Regions from separate parts of the Columba livia genome. Here region 2 is linked to region 1. A link is a contact called in public Hi-C data. All regions are on one chromosome and are shown on one strand. The core of a region is the stretch at or near the end of the contact, and the rest is flanking DNA. Distances in the headings are between cores, read along the strand shown. Region 1 overlaps RAD51B (RAD51 paralog B). Region 2 overlaps RAD51B (RAD51 paralog B).

Region 1 (5,785 bases), core at 579-3,078:
CTTGGGGACTTAACTGTGGTGGGAATGAACAGTTGAGAAGGTTTAGAAGGAGGAGGTAATGTTGTTTCAGCATGTGTGGTAGTGCTGCTGCTGAATGTCCTGCTGTGATTTGTCTGTTTGTATCACTAGAATGTACTAATTGGATAACAGATTTGTTTTTCAGCTGTATGAACTAAGACTGAACTTAAATGTACCAGGTCTTCTTTTGGGTTGGACTAGATGATCTCCAGAGGTCCTTTCCAAACCCAACCATTCTGTGATTCCCAGATTTATTTTCTGTGTTATTATAATGAAATATAAGGATATCAAGTGATTTGCAAGCAAATAAATGTCATACAGGGTCTCTAATTATACTGAAACTAGAGGCACTGACTTTTGAATCATCAGAACTTGAAGGCAGAATTAATTCCCTGTGCTCTAACTCATTGCAATTCAGTTTAATTTTTCTTCATCATTTTAGACATTGAAGTATTAGCATTTACATGAAAATACTAATATGGAAACATTTTCAGGAACTGCAAGGAGATTTTATGTTCTTTTGGGGTTTTTGGTTGCTTATTCTGTGTAATTGGCTAAAATGCTCTGGCAATGTTGGTGAAGTATAGAGATGATATACAAAAGAGTCAATTAGCTTTTAAAAGATGATTCACGGGCATTTTCTGCTTTCCATACTTTCCAAATACTCAGTGTGTAAATATTCTGAAGTGTGTTCTGTTATTCGCTTTGTATTCCATCAACTCATTGTCATTAATTTATGTTCTGTGAATCACTTTTCAGGATGTGTTTGTGGTCTTTTGATAGGAGGACATATTTTGTAGTAGCTAGACATTGAACTAGAAGTTGTTTGGGTTATGTTCTTAGCTGTGTTGTCTGGTATCTCCCCTGGTCCAAGTTTAACATGCAAAGGAAGAAGCAGCTTTAATGAAAAGGCCTGTGGATAAAGGATTCTATTTCTGGGAGATATTGTTTGCTTCACCAACTGAAGTAAGTACAGTATTCTTATTCTAGCTTCCAACATACTGTCCTATAGCAATTTTGGGTATTTTATTTCAGACAAAGGTAGTGGCTGTGTATTTTACACAGTGCCTAATTAAATGTGCTTTTGACTGTGACTGCTATTTGGCTATTGCTTATGGAAAGATGATATAATTTCTATGTGCAAATCAAGCATGTTAATTTCGATCCTTCAGTAAGTACTTGCTGGAGAAATAATAAATGTAAGTGGGATAGTGGAGAGGCTTACTGTTGCATGTTACAAGATAAATTCCTTCCTCTTAAGATCTTGCATAGTTAGTTTAGTTTAGGAACTTCAGTATTCACTTTGAGATCAAATATAACAAAGCCTTGATTTACCCCCTTTAGTTAGCCAGAATACTTTATTGGCTGAAACATGCCCTGATATTTGTTATTTAGTGGTAATTTTTTCATTATACAAACCTTTTCTGCTCTCATAGACAGAACTGGGAAAGGGCTGTACTGGAATTTTTTCTGCCAGTTGCTGAAGCCTTTTTCTCAGAGCAGCATCCACGAGGTGGTGCCTTTTCATCACCCAAAAGCAAAAGGAACTTTGCTTTACAAAGTTCTTATTGGCTTTTGGCCTGTTGCTTGGCAGAAACTGAAAGCTCAGATGCTGGGGTGACAGGATCCTTTTCTCCCTCGGAAATGCTATCGTTCTCTGTTCTTTCCAGTCCTTGTGGTTGGAAGCTGTTTGACTGTGATGCTCAGAAGTTCAGAACTAGAAGACAAAGGTGGTGGCTTGGAAATCAAAATTGAGCTGTATTGGCGGAATCATGAAAAGATTGGCCCTGGAGTACCGAAGCAGTACAGGCCGGGGTGATGGATACTGCCAGAGCATATTGCTAAATCAGACCTAGAACTGCAACAACTTCTACGTGTCAGGCTCAGGCCACCTTGGTGGGACTGCGCAGGAGCCCGAAAGCAGAAAGATGAGAAGTGCTTTATGCAGTTTGGGGTGGGTGAAGGGGAACTGGCAGAGCATTGGCAACTCTCTTCTAGTTCCATCATAGTTCATCTTTGTAAGGTGAATTCAGTTGAAGATGAGGCAGTTGGAAAACATTCTGAAATGTTACCCTCTATTGCAGAATACGACCTGAGAACAAAAGTGTGATAAAGCGTTTTTCACATGACCTACATGTATTTCCAAGCTGTGAACCCTCTGGCAATGAGCATGAAATCCAAAACACAGCTGATAGGGAAAACGGCCGTTGGCAGCTCAGACCAAACACTTGATTATTCATAGCATGGTGCTTTTACAAACAGACACTAGAGTACGTCAGAATAATTTGGTTTTGAGATGTGTGCAGGAACCTCCTCCTAGCGGTGTGTGTTTTGAGATACAGTGGCAATCAGTGCTGAAGGACAACCAGGTGTGCACCGTCTTGTACTAGTTTTCCTCCAGAATAGCAAGCCTCCACCTGCCCTGCCCCTTATGCTTCTCTGTCAGATTTCCTTTGTAAATTGGTCTTATGTTTGCCTTTATATACCTTGTGACCCCCTCAGAATTCTTGGGGTATTTTAAACCCCGCATTGTGTGCATGACACAGCGTTTAGTTTGGAAACGAAGTTTAATTTAATCACATGTGCTGATTGTGGTGTTTATTTTAGAACCAAGAAGTAGGAGGCAACCATTTATATTTTATTAGTCTGGATGAATTCTTTCTGTTACTTGATAACTATGTAGAAGTTTGAACTAAAAAAATTGATATTCAAAGGAATGCTGAACACGATGACACTTGAATATAGCCTCTCTTCCAACTCTGGGCTTGAATTCCCTTGGACACTTAAAATCTTTGGGTGTTTGTGGTTCACTGTGGTCATAGTGATAGAGTGGCTGTTTTGTTTTTAAAGGATTGTGTATTATTCCTCTTTATGTGCCAGTAAAGCTGGAGAGGGAGCTGTTTTGGAAAGAGCAACATTCACATTAGAGGAGAGGCTTTGAGAGGCTTTTTCTGTTTCTTCCATCTATTACAAATGGAGGGACCTGTGTTTGCAGAGGGAGGTTATAGCTCTGTGGCCCTGGCTTCGTTTCCTCTGTTGCCCACATGTCTGCAGTTACAGCAGAATAAGCAAGCGTTAGAAGCTGATTTGCTGCTCCCTGCAGACTGGTCCCTACCCCTAATATCCTAGCGGAACTGTTCCCGTAGTCTGCAGTTAATAATGCAGGTGGTGGTAATTCTGGCCCCAAATCTTATCTTTCTCTGAGTGCTGAGGGGCTTGGGAAGAAAAGGGGGGGTGAATTTCCTCTTTAATAGAACGTGATAGAAAAGGATGTAACAAAGCTGAAAGGAATCCACCAGCAACCTTTAATGCAGCATTGCAAGGACACCTATCTTCAGTATTTTGACTGCTAAAGTGAAGCAATTTCGATGCAGAGTTCTGTATGTCATGAAATAGCAGATATGTCCAAGCTATATTTTTCTGTAATTTTCTGCTTGTGTTTTTCTATAAGAAGTTTCCTTCAAGAGAAGTGTTGGAACTCTCCCCTCATAAAGCAATGCACTTAGGAGGCAAGATCTGATAAACCAGGGATTTTTGAGATACCATGTGTTTTCTATTCCAAACCCCTGTGTAGCAAAACGCAGTGTTATTTGCATGACACTTACCTAGTGGCTCTTGGCAAATGCTGTTTTTCTGGTGTTTGCTGTAAGTTTGTTTCCCCCCCCCCCCCCCAATCTGATTTCCTTGATCTTGTGAAAGAAAACAGGATGTTATGACAAAAGCATAATTGAGAGGAAAAACAGGTTAATCTTTGTTATGTCTTGTTGTTGTTCTTTTAAAAATTTAATTGATAATCTGAAGATCTGCTTTAGATCATGATGTTAACTTGGATTCCGTACTTCAGAGGTTACTGCCTAGAATTCTGAGCATAGCATGTGTGTTAATCTGTACGGAGGACAATACTTGAAGATATAGTATCAAATTTGGCGGCGTAAAATCGATGGCTTATTTCTATATGATGTTTTTGGCACTATCTTCCATTTGTTGTCCACAGAAATACCGCATTTGAGTGCAGACACAGTAGATGGCACTTGAGTCATTAATTTTATGGTGTAGGAAAGAAAGCCTCAGTTACAGAGTTGGCTGTTTGTGGAAACAGGCACATTTCATTGAAGGAGCAGCTTCAAAGATTTTGCTTTCAGTTACATAGACCTAGAAGGAAGTAAAACATGCATAAATTCTTTTTCAGTACAAGGAGGCCCTCTCCAAGTCCTTCCTTGAGTTTGTTGAATTTTTAAAAAGACAAATGGGCAGGACATGATCAGTCTGAATCATAAATATGTAGTGCCAGATTACCTTTAAACATTTTGCCTTTGTTTGGTTTTGTAATCTGTTGTTTACAGCCCTATTCTCTAATACAGTTTCTTCATGTATTTTTTTCTAGTCTTGCTTACTCCATTGGACCATTTGTGATGTGACCTCTGATAGCAGGTGAAGGATAAAAATCTGCTAACAAGGTGGATTTCTAACTATTAATATGTTATCTCATTATCAGAAGAGTTTGAATACTGTGATCTTTACTGTGACTAAGCGTGACAGCCAAGACTAAGAGGATGCTGGTAGTTTTGCTAATCAAAATGTAAACATGATTTGTGGTATTCAGAAATGGTTACGTTATGCTGTGTTTGGTGCTGTACCCTTGGACAGTACTGTTTGGTCATTTGTTTATTCTCAACATTTTCAATACTGGCATTAGGTAGTGGATTGACAGTCCTGAAGACTGAAGCGGCAACACAGACGTCCCCAATCACATCCTGTCACTATGATTCAGCACTAATGTTTACTGCTGAGTTAAGTAGGTGTAGTCAGACTTCACTCATGATTCATTCTTTGGCCTTTCTGCTGATGCTCTTATAATACTTAATTAATGAGGATGTTATCAGACTTGAACCCAGCAACTAGCTTGATTTATTATGTTGCTCCTGTGTTGTTTTGTCACTCTGCCAATTCCAGGTTTTAGAGTTCATAAAAATGTTTGAAGGCCAAAAAAGGATGTTTATTTACTAGAGGACAGACTTCTAACTGTTATCTTTCATTTTGTTTAACCAGTATTTGTAAAATAGGTAGAGATATTTATGTATGCTTTACTAATGATTATGTGATAGTTACTACATTTGGAAAAAAATGCTGCATGTTAAACAGGTGTTTTCCTGGCACTGAATTTGGCCAGTGGGACTTTGCAGGGAGTCTACCCCTTGGTTTGTTTTGCATTGAGTATTTGCCAGTGAGTTTCATCTCTCAGTACTGCTCTTTCTGACTGGTTATATAGATGTGTAGTGGACAGAAATGTACAAGCTATGAGAAGAGTGTAGGGAACTTTGAGGGTGTAAATGATTATAGCTTCCTGCTAACATGGTCTCTTCATCTCGTGATCAGGACAAAGTCCTCTGATGTTGTCCCTAATTCAAGATGCTCCGTGCAGGTTCGAGAATAATTAAATCCTTTTAGCAGCTAGTCAGTCTTGTGAATGTTTTTTCCTTCCAAAAAGCCAGCTTTTTCCTCTTTGATTGAGACTCCACAGCAGGAGATACCTTTGTGCTTTGCCAGTTGGAGAAAGCCCACATCCACTTACAAAGACTGTACTGGAACTCACAAGCATTTCATTTTAATTCCAGGCAGCCATCCCTTTGCCTCTGGAACAGCTCAGCTGTGGAAGAAGTGAGCTAATCTGGAAATTTGAAAGTGAAGTACTTAGTGAAGCCCTGGGATTTACAGTTGGAGTCATTAAGGAGAGGGATTGCACACCCTGTACTTGATTTTTGTTTTA
Region 2 (5,757 bases), core at 450-2,949, 110 kb after region 1:
CTGCTGTTCCTGGACTAACATAGGTTAAGAATATTTATTGTCAAAATGTCAATGTATTTTAAGCACTGAGAAATACGGAATGTCCTCTGAAAGGCTTCATCATTGATACGTATCATCAGATGGATGAAAGAGGTTTCCTGTTGATTCAGGACTTTATACTGCTCTGCCAAAACAAAAGAAAGCATAGCTAAGCAAACCACAATAATTTTACCTTAACGCATCCTTGCCTTTGCTAAGTTTTCTTTAGTGAATAGTTGTGTGTATTTGTACATTACATTTCTGTGTAGATTTAACCATTCCGCTGTGCTAGTAACTTTTCGTTCTTATTACATCTAGAATTCTGCAGTACACGTTGACTGTGAAGATTTTAAATGTGCGGTTATATACTGAAAAGCAATCATGAAAAAAAATCACGATCCCCCCTATGCGTGACCTTCTGTGTCAAATATGTGTAGTCAGCAAGTCTGTGAATGCCCTTTTTTTTCCACTGGTATTACAAGCTCCCCCTGGGATCCTGAGAAGCCAGGTGTATCCCAGAAAGCTGGAGAAGTGGAGGGGGACCATAAACCAAACTCTAACTTTGGTCTGTAAATGTTTATTCCACAGTCGTTACAAATAATGTCTGAGATTAAAATGTTAAAGAGGTTATGGAAAAAATAATTTTATTTTCCTTATCTTATAGATTTAGTCAGATTAGCATTTGTGTCTGGATACTCAGACAGTGCTCCCACATAAGTTTTGGTTTGTGAAAGGAAAGCTGTCGAGACCTCAAAAGATTATTTGTTTAAATCCTTTATTTCAAAATTATAAGCTTTAAAATAAAATAAATATTATGTCAATATTTGTTCACTGATGCTGGAAACAGAGTACAATCTAGCTTGCCTTTTTGTAGCTGCTTTGATGCTGTTTGAGCAAACAGGAGTTAGGGTTTGCTTTTGTTGCTCAGTCATGGCCGAAGAATGATTTGGAGTTGCTCAGTGAGTTGCTGTATTGAATTAAAATTAGCTAATGGTGCCGTTTCACACTATCACCAGATGCTAAATGAGTGTTCTTCTTTGAAATGAAAGGAATGTTGTACGTATCTAGTCCTGAACCCTTTTTAACTTGAAGCTCAGAACGAAAGCATTCCAGGTTGTTAAGGAAAAGCAAGTCTGCCGTTACCATATGGTTTCCTTTAAAGTTATTTGTGCTTGAAAAGTCTGCATTGTATTAAATTTGAAACAATGTAAGTGCTGTAGTATTTGGCTCTTTTTCAGCAGGATAACCTTTGAAACATAATTCCATAATGTGGAGAACCTGCTGTTAAGCATTGTTATTCATCTATAAATAAAGTTTTATAAAAGAGCTTTCACTTTCCACAGCTGTTAATAAAAGAAATTTAAGGCTGGCAACAATGCCCCAGCTTGTGTCCTGCATTTAGTTGTTTATCCATCTCTTTGTTGAGACTAATTTTGATTTTTTTTTTTTCCCACATAGTAACCTCCTATAATGTCAGATTAAGACTTTAGGATCAGATGTACCCGGAAAAAGAGATCAGTGCTGTAAACTTCATGTGCCTTTCATAGCTTCAAGTTGATATTCATAGAAGGATGAATTATCAGAACGGGGAAGGTAAAGTCACTTGTTGTCCTAAGGGCTGAAATCTTTGCTTTCTTTATCCCAAACAGAATGACAGAGCCAGAGGCATTGCAAACTTTCCCTCTCATATACATGGTTTATTTCTTTCTGAACTTGTGACCAGTTCTGTAGGAGGGGAAGCTTTAGTCTTCAGTTTTGTTTGGTCCTTTGCCTGTTGAAAGCCGCTAACAAGAGCAGCGGTTGGTACCAATTGCCATGTTTTGTTTCGTTTTTCCGTGATCCCAAAAAAATGTCTAGTACAAACTGGACCATGACCACCCACTCATTTCACATGAGCCATGGATCACTTGCCAGATGGCAAAGACTAAGGAACATAAGATTTCCTACAGCAGATCCGTCTGTCTGTCTTTTGCATTGTGTTTAGCTCCGAATAAGGCACCAGCTCCTCCCCTGTCTCACCCTGTCCTTGCAGTGGGGCGGTGAGTGGGGAAATACTCCCATGACGACTGTGGCAACTCTTCATATTCTGAGGTATGAAATTCCATTGTCCTTATCTGAGTTTGCATAAATACGGTGTTGGTTTTGGTTAATCAGCCCTTTTCCTAAAGGAACATTGCATTATGATTTTGTCCCAAGCTGAGTTCTAGCAAATGAAAAGCCCCAAGAACCACCCTCCCACTCCCACCTTTGCAGGCCTCAAGTGAAAAGAAATATTTCCGTTGCTGTATAAAAACCTCTATTTCAAAAGGTGGTTTTGAGTAATGCACCTTGACAGTTTGCCACACGAATGTCACTTTATTAGTGTAAATGTATCATGGTGAACTGGCTAGAAATACATACAAATTCATCAGAGTACAGGTCCACTCTGCTTCTGTCCAAGCTGAATGAAATGCCTGATGTAAGGCTGAAATCTAAGTTAAAATGGAAACTTTAATATGCTGGATAAGATCTTTTCAGTAGACTACAATGCTGATCCAGGAAGACTCACACTTTGAATTCAGTCAGCCTTAACATATGGTTGAAGTCTATGCTTTAGGTCTTTTTAAATCCTACTCTCTGGCAAGGCATTAGTATTTTTGCTTCGCATGTAGAAAAAAGAGGGAAGCAGAGTTGACACAAAATTCTTGCATTATAAACTTCATACATTTCAAACACCCTAATTTTTGCAGTTTGCATTTGTTAGAGAAGAGCTGAGTATCTTTTTCTAATCTCCTTATACTTGCCAAAAATAGATGGATTAAAAAAAGCCACATTTTGAAATTATTCTGAAGTATCATATGTTCTACTATTTTGTCTTAACTGTTGTAAATGAAGGATTTCACTTTGTTTGAAGAATGAAAGGAGAGAACAGTGTGTGATAAACTCACACAGACCTGAGGCATGTGTCCAGAGGCCCCTTGCAAAGCATTAGCACTGGCTTCATAGTTTGGAACACGCTGGGGATACAGTGTGTGTCTCAGTGATCACGTAGGGTATTATGGGCTGAAAGCAAAGCTTTGAAATGCTCCGCAGAGGAGGAAGTGGAGTGTGTGGCACACTGATGTGGTGAGCTTTTGCTAGTCTTGCTTGCCTTACAAACAGGCCATTTGTTAATTATAGTTGCTGTATGAGTCTCACCATCGCTTCTAAATAGAAGGAACTTGAGTGATGTTTCCTGGAGCTGTTGAGAATGCAGATAAAAATTGGAACATCTTTGCCTGATAGGAATAGTTAAGAGTAAAAAATGCCTTTAATCATTCTGAGTACTGTTGCAGATGATAAACCTGGAATTGGTGTTGAATCCAGCCAAGCTTGGAAGCAATCCTCTACATTGATTTGAGGGAAGGAACCCCCAGTAAAAGGTGAAATCAGCCTTTTGTCTGGCTGTTTCTTCTCGTACTTGTTGCCTTTGTTAAGATCATCTGTCCTGACCTAAACCTGGCTTTCGTTTCTGTCTGTGAGGATTGCATGAGAACACGTGGAACACCTTGCAGCTTCTCCTGCGGGTCTTGTGTGTGTGTTCATAGAGAATAGCTCTGGAGGGGACCACAGGGAGTCCGTATCACACTTGCATCACAAGATACAAGTGGGGTGTGTGTGTGTACTTGTATCCATGCACTAATGGGGAGAGGAGAGGGGATTGTGATTTGCTGAAATTAGGGTCATCTTGGAAGAAGAGAAATTTCCTGCTGTGATTCTCTGGGAGCAGCTTGCGAGGGAAGTGGGAGCCAATGAAGCAGTGCAGAATGTACCCTTCTAGGTCTGCTGTGCTGATGGAAATCGCTTCATAATTTGAGGTGATGAAAACTGCCAGGAGCTCTTACATTATAAATTCAGCCTTCCTTAAAGTCTCTAAGGAGACTCTTTCATCAAGGTCAGCTGTTAAAGAGAAGGATATAGGCCCACTTTAAGTAAAATCATCACTGCTTCTTACTGATTTTTCCCCACTGGTAGAGGACTTGGTAAAGTCATGAGCACTGAGTATTCCTTTCTCTAGGAGTGACCACACTGACTAGTGTTACAGATGGTGGGTTCCATACTCAAAAACACAGTGATAGTCCCAACCTGCTTTTCGGCCTGAGCTTCTCCACCTTTTGTGAGCTGTAAAGAGGAAGACTGCAAAGTCTGTAGGAGGTGCTGTTTTGAATCTGTTTTAAGATGATGATCCTTGGCCATTTCAAATGTAATTGTAAAGAGATTTGTTGAGTAAACAGGACTACTGTAATTCAATGTAGCTAATGTTAAGGATGCAAGGAGGAAGCAAAGAAATGGGGAAGGAAAACATTTTGTTTTCCTAAGTTTAAATCAAGAGTCTAATCTTTTCAGTGACTGTTCACTTCAGTCAGCCAAAACATAGAGTAAACTATACTCCTCTGAATCACTGGGTATTGCCAGGTGATAGGTGCCCAGAAATTACTGTCATCTAGTTGTTCTTTTATATTCATGTGAAACATTTTGGAGATCTCAGACCTTACTAGTCTGGCAAAACTTAAAAATGCCATCATTTATTCGGCACTTGAAGATTTAATGTTTACAGACAAGAAACTCTGCCAGAAGTAGTTTAGCATCTCTGTGATAAGGTAGCACGGAAAAGATCACTTTGCCCTTTCCCTGCAGTAATTAATCTCTGTGGTGAAGCTCTTGTTGCCTATGTAACAATGGCAGCATTTCCTTAAAAACTGGAAGGAATTCCATATATGAAGTATATATATGTGTATAGATATATAAATATTTTTTAACATTTACATGCATATTACAAAATAGATAAATATGCAACAGATAAAACAAGGGGAAATTTAAGTAAGAGCTCTCACCACTGCAAACATATTATTGTAGTCAAGGGGTTTTATTCTAATTGAGGGATAGCAAATACTTTTGAGCTGTATTTACTTGTGCCTAAGGGTGTTGCTTTGTTTCATCCATGTTTTCACAGTAGAGTAGCTGAATGCCAGCCCTCAAAACTATTGACTTTGCCTCTTTCTCTTCCCTTAAAATAATGCAATGCTCTGTAGCACCTTTGCAGCTTAAGACACAGAAACTGTAAAATCTACCATAATTTCAGTACCAGGCCTCTCTTAGAGCATTAATGCTTATAATACTGCTGTGTGGTTTGCATGGATGAGCACTAGAATGATGACCAGTATCATTTTTGTCTGACATTGGCTAAGTCTGTGCTTTAATTACCCTGAGGCTCCAGAAGACACGGGAGTCAGGTACCAGCACCTTCCGTAGCTGCTCGTCTTTCTTCTCAGCAGGGCAATGGAGGCTGCTCCAAGATACCTCTTTACTGTAAAAAAATTAAATCTGTCTAATTTACTGCATTTACATGCTTTTTTCCTTCACACCAGCTGAGTATCAGGAGTGTCTTGCAGGTAGACGTGGGTTTGCTTTGCATCTGCTTAGAACCCAGGCAAGGTGGACTGTGTGTTAGCTTGGTCTCGTCATTGCACTAACATGTTCTCCATTCTGCTTGGACCACAGGCGCAGCAAGATTGTATTTGCCTTCAAAAGGTCACATAGTTGTACCCTGTAGATCTTTCAGACTGAACATAGCATCAGAGACAAATAGCCATTGTCTCTTTCTGCCTCTCTTATCACAATGTTAAGAGAGAAAAAGCAAAGCATCCCAGCACTATCAGCCTGTGGAAAGCCCCGACTTTCTGAATGCTGCAATCCTTGCTTTAGAGAGGCTTTACTTAG

What was found. Hi-C and Micro-C count contacts between places; a contact is called where the count stands out from the background.
Region 2: a contact with region 1 is called in a Hi-C map of crop, with 3 times the contacts expected there. The contact joins two enhancer-like sites. A contact is called at or near these places in 2 of 2 Hi-C or Micro-C datasets (crop and liver).

Annotation. Positions count from the first base shown.
Region 1 is chr5:36,488,158-36,493,942 of bColLiv1.pat.W.v2, forward strand. The region is part of intron 9 of RAD51B (RAD51 paralog B); the gene reads left to right. Among named protein-coding and RNA genes, the nearest start is that of RAD51B, 76 kb to the left of the region's middle. Within about 2 kb of position 1,829, at least 2 of the 3 cell types and tissues checked have an H3K27ac peak away from gene starts, as active enhancers do.
Region 2 is chr5:36,602,627-36,608,383 of bColLiv1.pat.W.v2, forward strand. The region is part of intron 9 of RAD51B (RAD51 paralog B); the gene reads left to right. Among named protein-coding and RNA genes, the nearest start is that of RAD51B, 190 kb to the left of the region's middle. Within about 2 kb of position 1,700, at least 2 of the 3 cell types and tissues checked have an H3K27ac peak away from gene starts, as active enhancers do.